Regions from separate parts of the Mus musculus genome. Here all the other regions are linked to region 1. The links are chromatin contacts, called in public Micro-C maps. All regions are on one chromosome and are shown on one strand. The core of a region is the stretch at or near the end of the contact, and the rest is flanking DNA. Distances in the headings are between cores, read along the strand shown.

Region 1 (2,560 bases), core at 27-2,526:
GCAGTGCCAGCCACATGTCACACTGGTCTCTGCTTCCACGCTCAGGAACAGGTGCTCAGATAAGGATGCTTAAGAAGATGGAAGGCGTTTGGGTGTGTCAGAACAATGAAGGCAAGTGAAAGACCCCGATTCTCTATGAGTCCCTTCACATAAACTAAAAATCTCAAAGTTACACCCAACAATCGCCTGTCCTTTTAAATAATAGAGGTGTAGGGGGAGATGAGATACAGCAACAGTTAACTACAGTTGGGGGCGGGATCAAGGGGAACTTTCATTTTCTCTATGGAACCCTTCCACGGCAAGGCAGAGAAAGATGGAGGCAAACAGGGCTCTTCCATGACCAGGCGTGCTTGACCTCAGAGCTGCGACTCTTCCTTCTTCAGCGCATTTATGGAGAGCTTGCTACACGCAGGGCCTGGAGCTGCAGCCTGGGAGGGCGCCCCATCTGGCGGGTAGAGTGCTTTGCCATGTCTGGCCCGACTTCTCTACACCCTGTTCACAACTCACCCTGCAACCTTCGTTCCCCGTGTGCTGCCAGCGATCCCCCTCCAGAAGCCACTCTGTCCGAGGTTCCAATCACTCCCCTATTGACACCTATTCGTTCTCAGCGTTCAAAGAGTACTTCGATTCCGTTGCTTTTGGGCGCAGAGACTTGAATCCAGGACCTTACACAGGCAAGGAATGCACGGCATTGTGAGCTACCCACACACCCTAATTGTTCCGCAGATGAGGGTTCCCCCGCCCCCTGACGATTTTATCCCAGGGAGACTATGAGTGTGTTGGCCTCTGGCGCCAACCTGCCCCCGGATGTCAAACATCTGTTCTCAAACTTGGAACCTGAGCTTACTTCTTCATTCTCTGATGTTAGACAAGCCGTTCTTCCCAACACCACCCCAAGCGTCCCACTCCCCTTTTTTAAAAAAAAAAATAATCAACCAAACAACCAAACAAACCAAAAGTCTGGAGCAAAATCAGCATAACTCCCGCAGGGTTGCAGAGAAGTTTACGGGCGGATTAGTGTAAACCGCGAGTGTAAGCCAAGTATGGTGCAAAGAGCTGTTTTGGACATGGCTTTAATGAGTTGGTCCCTTTTGTATATGAAGAAACTGAGGCTCTCAGGGTAAGGAATGTTGTCCTAGGTCTGCCGTTGGCAAGCTCGGGACTTAGCCTCAGTTTCCTTACTGACCTCCTCCCCGCAGCCCCGCCCCGTCCAGGCCCCGCCCCGTCCTGCCCGCGCTGCAGCCCAGCTGGGCTCAGCCAATCACCCGCGGCGCGCGTCGGTGAGCCTGGCCTCGCCCGCCCCGGCCCGGACTCCGCTCGCTCATTCCGCCGCCGCCGTCTGCAGACTCGGTAAGACACCGCGAGGGCAGCGCTGCGGCACCGCCCTGGGCTGGGCGCGCGGGTGTCATTCTTAAGAGTGTGGAGGGAGACCCAGACTGTGCCCGTAGGGTACGCGTGAGCCGCGCATTGGAGAAGCAGAGGGCACTCCCTCCCCCGCGCAGTGACGGATCTGGGGGATCCCGGGACGGGAGGAAAGATGCTTGGTCCCCAGACTGGGCAAAATGCCTCCACTCGGGACGCGTGGGACCTCGGCTCGTGGTGTCCCGCCCCACGGTGGATTCACTCACCGCGTGGGTTTGGGGTCTTCATTGCTCTGTGAAAGATGCTTATGATTAGGCGTGACTCCTTGGTCCCTGACCAGTAGGAGTGTCAACTCCCTTTCTGACCCCTGCTCACTCCCCACTCCGCGGGTGGCTTGGGGCCAGTGTGGACGCCGAGCGTTCTCCAGGCTCTTTCCACCCGCTACTCTGCAGGTGGATTGGTTCTCGGGGTCCGTGAGGGTCGGGCTCGGCAGTAGGAAGGATGCTCGCACAGGGGACTTGGCAGGTGGCCGGTGCCCTCTCTTCGTGCGGGTCCCTGCAGTATAGCCTTCGGGACACACCCTTGGCGCAGAGACTTAAGTGTTTTGCACCCCTCACCGCGGTTTTGCCCGGGGTTCAAGGGCAGGTGGGTGTCAGAGACTGCCCAAGGTCGCGCCGGGACCAGAGCCCGGGAGGGTGGGGGCGTCACGTGACCTGGCCTGAGCGAACTTGGCCTGGGACAGCCGGACAGCACGGTCTGGGCAACCAGGCTGTGCGGTAACAGCGGGTACCCTTCGTTTTTCTTCATCTTATTGTGAATCGGGTCTGGTTTTCGTTGATGTCACAGAACACAGATGAACGCTCAAGTTTTTAAGGAGTTAAAAAGTTCCTAGTGTGAACCAGGCTACATACAATCAAGCTCAGTACTCTCAGCTCTGGGCCGACTCTCGTTCCGTGCATTTAAATAGTTGTCCAAAAACAGATTTTAGTCGGAAACTGCTAACTTTGGAAGTTCGCAAATAAAATGAAAGTGAGTTTAGAAGCCTTTCGGAACGCGTATTTAGTTACAGCATTTTGTTGCACAGGCGTCTGGTTTCTGGTCATTCCTGATATTCAAGCGTGTTTATCACTGTCAAAACCACAAGCCAAATGACTAAAACACAGCTTTGGCCTTTTATTTGTGCCAGCAAGCATACATC
Region 2 (2,560 bases), core at 26-2,525, 590 kb after region 1:
AGCAATTTCCCGGGCCTTGGGTGTGACGACGGTCAGAAAAGCTCAAGTCAGAATATTGGCTACTCACTGTACGTTGCCGCCACTGCGCTGCTATGAAGGCTTTGTCCATTAAGATGTCCTGCAAGGAGAGAGGTGATTTCACACCAGGAAGCTCTGCTCCCCCACCCCCAGGAAAGGCCTCTAGCCCTACCTGTGCGCATGGCCTGGGCCAAGGCCCGTGGCAGCATTGATGAGCTCAGGCGATACATCTGGAACATGGAGAAGGGAAGAGAAGGGTCTAAAACTGCCCTCCTCTGAACCTCTACCTTACGCCCCATTCACTCACAATCCCACTCAAGACCAGCACCCCTAACCCTCAATCTGACCTCACTCTGCTGACTCACAGTTCCTGGGCACCCCAAGTTCCTTCTATTTCTGCAGTTCCTAAGCAACCTATTTAATCCATTTCCCCATGTCCACTCCTCATCCTCCGCTCACACCAAGGCTCCCTGACCACCACCAGTGTATTCAGGAGCCTGGATGGTTCTTCTGGTGGGTCCTCCTAGTGGGTCCTGATAACTCTGAGCCAGGCTTCATGTCAAATGTCATAGACCCTGTCATCCTGTCATGTTAAGTGATTGCTCCCAAATTACCCAATGTCATTGGAACCAGGACAGGAATCCAGGAGATACCTGCAGAAAACCCTTAAAGATTTAAATAATTACCAGGGTCAAGTTCCTCTCCTCAACCCAAGGGGCTCCTGGAACTCTCCCCAACCTGCAGAGTGACCTTGGGCAAATGATGTCCCCTGGCCTCAGTTTCTGGATTACAATGTAGGAAGAGGGGTCCCGAAAATTAGGGATGTATGCAAACAAGGGGATTTTGACCAAGAGTCTGGCAGATCACCAACGCTCTAGCGCCCTCTTGTGACCTTTGACCTGTAGGGGTCGGCCAATTCTTGACCCCAAGCAATCCTGGATCCAACCTACCACTTTCTCTCAGACCTTCCCCTTGACCTCTGACCCTATGAACGCAGAAGGCAGCCGGCGAGGCAGCGCATGCGCCTGAGGGTGCAGGCTTTCCGGTCCGCAGCTCGGGAAGGACGCACAAGCCGCGGGTCCCGAGCCGAAGCGCTAGATCCCAGACTTCATAAGGTCAGCGGTGACACCCCGTTCAACCCTGTCGTTGCGTCACCCAGACCCTGTCTTCGCCGCCTTGCCCTGGCCACCCACCTTGAAGTGCTGCGGCTCCTTCCCTGGCCCAGATGCGGTTCAACCGGAAGGCGGAGCCTAAGCTCAGGATGCTGCCATTGGGCGAGCTTCTCACGCCTTTTTCCATAGTGCCCTTTCCTTCTTTGGTCTGATTGGCCTAGGGTCCTGTAGGAGGCGGGCCCAGGACTATATTTTTCTCTAATTGGCTGATGGGAGCAGATGCTTGAAGTTTTGTAGGGAGCTGCCATGTTGTATCAGAGAGGTTAATGCGCCTGACTTCCGAGATCCTGAAGGCGGGACTTCCTGACCTCGGTTTGGGACGCTGCTACAGTCCGGGGAGGCGGGAGGGGTAGGGCTCATTTGAATACTGCAAAGATGGCGACAGCGTACAAGCGCTTTAACCACTGGTCCTTGTAACGGCCGCGGGTAGCAGGACTTTTGTCAAGTCTGCCCCTAGGACTAGAGAACCATGAGGCAATCTGCATGCCTTGTATGGAGTGATCAGAAATGCTTCCTTCAGGAAGTAGTGTCTAAGCTGGCGGTGTAGAATCTGGAAGGCCAGGAAGGACATGTTGACTTAGTCAAAAACCAGGCCATGTGTAGAGACAGGATGTCAAAAATTTTGAGTTTTAGCAGGTGAGTGGCTGGAAGCGCCATCCCTTGGAGCATGGAGCTCAGACTGGTGGAATGTTTTACGGCTGAGTAAACTTGTGAGGTGAGGGGTGAGTTGTAGCTGGGGAAAGGTCTTGGACTTATCACGGAGGCAGCACCTCCACTCCAAAAAAGACAAGACACCTGTAGCTTGGAGTCAGCCCTCCTAGTTTAATACTTCCACGACGATAGGCTGTTTTGTTAAGGCTGTTTTATTTCCATTGTGCAGATAGAAAACTGAGAGTGAGAAGACCCAGACAGGCCTGGTCACAGAGTATGACCTGTGCCGATTATCACTGCTCCCTTGCAACACTATCCACGAGAGGGTGGGTAGTTCAGAAGTGCTCTGTTTTCTCGAAGATTCTATGGTCACTGCATCCCTTCCTGCCTTCCTACCCTCAGCCTATCTTATTCAAAGGTCCAAAAAGGGGAGCCCCAGGAGGCAGAGGGCTCCACCAAGAAGGGCTGAGCAGACTGCTCTGTGGCCTTGGCCCTGGCAGGCCACTTCTCTGAAGCTGTGCCCCAGGCAGGCTCCTGTACCCCAAAACCCCTGCTTACAGCAGGGTGCAGCTGCAGCACCTCTCCTCCATGGCCACCAACAACACCCTGAGGTTGCGACTGGAGTAGGGTGGGTAGCGCAAGTCATTGATTTTCTCCATTCCCGGGCTGCGCAGCAGACAGGCACGCTGGTTGGAGAAGGTGTCAAAGGAGAACTTGCC
Region 3 (2,560 bases), core at 45-2,544, 530 kb after region 1:
CCCCCCCCCCCCCACTCCCCAGACAGTCTCACTATGGAACTTGGGCTGTCCTGAAACTTACTGTGTAGACTAGGCTGGTCTTCAGCCCATAGAGATCTGGCCTCTGCCTCTGTGCCTCTCAAGTGCTGGGATTAAAAGCATGTGCCATTATGCACAGATTATTTGCACTCTTTTGTTCAGTAAGATCACTTTTGGGGGAGTAAGTCCAGATAAGTACCTACCTACTCTTTTTGAAGAGTTTTTGGCTTCCAGCAGACTGTGAAAACCCACAAAGAAGCCATTTTCTGCATGCTGGGGTATAGCTAGAAAGAAATCTCTCTTTCTAGCTATACCCCACAACACAGACCTGTAGTTTTATATTCTTTGTAGCCTCAATTACTTCCTGGAAGGACTGAATGATGAGACCAAAGAATGAGGCAATGTGTGGGCATACAGCATAGGGGCCTTGGCCCCCTTCCATGCCCTAGGGCAAAGGTACATTAGTCATGGTCACGCGACTGGACAGCCCGGAAGAGGGGGGGGGCAGATGACAGCATCCACAAAGCCAGGAATCGCGAACCAAGCACCTTTGGCCGGCAATTCTGGAGGCCGTTGAGGCCAGTCTGTTAGGAAGATGTCCTGAGAATCTAGCTGACATCCTCAGCACCACGGACAGGGAAACTGAGGCTGCAGGCACGTAGAGGGGGAGGCTTCTCTCTGAGCGGAGAGCGCAGCCAGCTGGCAAGTGGGTGTGTGGCCTTGACCCAATCTCTTTTTGATATTAGACCTGCAGATGGATAACGCCTCCGGCCAGGAGTTGTATTGGGCATGGAAGCATCTCGAACAGGGCCTCGGAAATGTTGTAAAAACACACCCACAGAGCTCCTTTGGGAGCTGCCTTGCCCTAAGGTCACGCGGAAAGAGCAGCCAGCCTCCAGACACCATTTTCCTGCAAAGTCCCCGGGGCCTTTCAAATCATCACTTTCAGACCTGGGGGCGTCTAAGGAAAGTTTCCCTTTCAACATCCACTCTAGGGTCTGCCAAAGCTGCAGAAGCCTCGCCTCTCCTGCCCTAAGAGGCTCGAGTCCGCAAAGGCGCCACCTTGTGAGTGCAGGCAATTGAGATAGCCTTTACAGGACCCTCGCGACCCCTAGACAAGGCCCCGCCCCCGGTGCGCCGACCCCTCCCTCATCGTGGACTCACCGCCTGAGCCTAGGAGGGGCTGTGCCGCAGCCAATGGGAAAGCGGCGTGGCGAGGGTGGCGGCGGTTGTGATGCGCCAAAGCGTCCAATCAGCGGCGAGCGCGGGGGCGGGCGGTGACGCTGGGCTCTCCGCGTGCAGCGCTGTAAAGGAGCGAGCGCCGCGGCCCCCTATAGCAGTCGCCTGCCGTCAGCCTCCCGCGCTCGTCTCTCGTTACTGCTGCCTGACGTCCATTGCTGCCTCTCCCCGCCGTCGCCGACGTCGCCTCCCCGCGCGCTCCCACAACCGCCGCCCGGCCGGTCAGTGAAGCCGGCGAGCCATTCCCCGCGCCGGCCCCCAGAGGCGGGCATCCAGCCGGACCCTGAGTGTGGCCCTCTCGTGCTGTGGCCGCCCGCGCCTTCTCGGCCGCTTGTCCAGCATGAAAACCAAGTTCTGCACCGGGGGCGAGGCCGAGCCGTCGCCTCTCGGGCTGCTGCTGAGCTGCGGTGGCAACGCTGCCCCGACGCCCGGCGTAGGGCAGCAGCGGGACGCCGCAGGCGAGCTGGAGTCCAAGCAGCTTGGTGGCCGAACCCAACCTCTCGCGCTGCCGCCGCCGCCGCCGCCGCCCCTGCCGCTGCCCCCGCCGCCATCACCGCCGCTAGCGGACGAACAACCCGAGCCCCGGACCAGGCGCAGGGCCTACCTGTGGTGTAAGGAATTCCTGCCCGGAGCCTGGCGAGGCCTTCGCGAGGACCAGTTCCACATCAGTGTCATCAGGTCAGTGGCTGCGGCACCGCGCGGTGGTGGTGGGGGCGGTGGGGGGTGAGGCTGGAGGGCGGGGCGGGGCGGCGGCTTGGGTAGAGGTGATCGCCGCGCCGGTGTCCGGAGCACAAACCCCGCAGCGCGGAAGGCCGCCTGCGGGCGAGCTTTGAGAAAATGTGTGCTGGGTTGCCGTCCCTTGCGGAAGAACAATACTATGTAGTTATACAAGCACATTCTGTACCAAAGCTCAAAATAGATGTGTCTAGGAAGCCGTTTCTCTGCGAGGGCCTTGAATGAAAAAAGGGATGTTGTTCCCAGCACTCGGGAAGCAGAAGCAGGCGGATTTCTGAGTTCGAGGCCAGCCTGGTCTACAAAGTGAGTTCCAAAACAGCCAGCTCTACAGAGAGAAACCCTGTCTCGAAAAACGAAAAAAAAAAAAAAAAAAAAAGGAAAGAAAAGAAAAGAAAGAAAAGAAAAAGGGATGTTGTGGCTGGGCTTTAGAAAAAGAGGGAGGAGCCGGGCGTGGTGGCGCAAGCCTTTAATCCCAGCACTCCGCAGGCAGAGGCAGGCGGATTTCTGAGTTCAAGGCCAGCCTGGTCTACAGAGTGAGTTCCAGGACAGCCAGGGCTACACAGAGAAA

Evidence for each region. A called contact is a pair of places that touch in the nucleus more often than the background predicts.
Region 2: a contact with region 1 is called in a Micro-C map of embryonic stem cells, with 7 times the contacts expected there. A contact is called at or near these places in 1 of 484 Hi-C or Micro-C datasets (embryonic stem cells) and 1 of 130 datasets of targeted methods (pancreatic cancer cells).
Region 3: a Micro-C map of embryonic stem cells shows a contact between it and region 1, with 4 times the contacts expected there. A contact is called at or near these places in 2 of 39 promoter capture datasets (liver and pre-B cells), 1 of 484 Hi-C or Micro-C datasets (embryonic stem cells) and 1 of 130 datasets of targeted methods (pancreatic cancer cells).

Annotation. Positions count from the first base shown.
Region 1 is chr19:3,322,025-3,324,584 of GRCm38.p6, forward strand. It overlaps Cpt1a (carnitine palmitoyltransferase 1a, liver), which reads left to right and starts at 1,277. Exons shown (of 19, transcript NM_013495.2): 1 at 1,277-1,350.
Region 2 is chr19:3,911,499-3,914,058 of GRCm38.p6, forward strand. It overlaps Ndufs8 (NADH:ubiquinone oxidoreductase core subunit S8), which reads right to left and starts at 1,276. Exons shown (of 7, transcript NM_001271443.1): 1 at 1,212-1,276; 2 at 191-248; 3 at 68-118. The coding sequence starts at 248. It overlaps Aldh3b1 (aldehyde dehydrogenase 3 family, member B1), which reads right to left. Exons shown (of 10, transcript NM_026316.3): 10 at 1,993-2,560. The coding sequence ends at 2,396.
Region 3 is chr19:3,850,479-3,853,038 of GRCm38.p6, forward strand. It overlaps Chka (choline kinase alpha), which reads left to right and starts at 1,295. Exons shown (of 12, transcript NM_001271496.1): 1 at 1,295-1,935. The coding sequence starts at 1,598. It overlaps Gm51271 (predicted gene, 51271), which reads right to left and starts at 338; the gene lies at 289-338.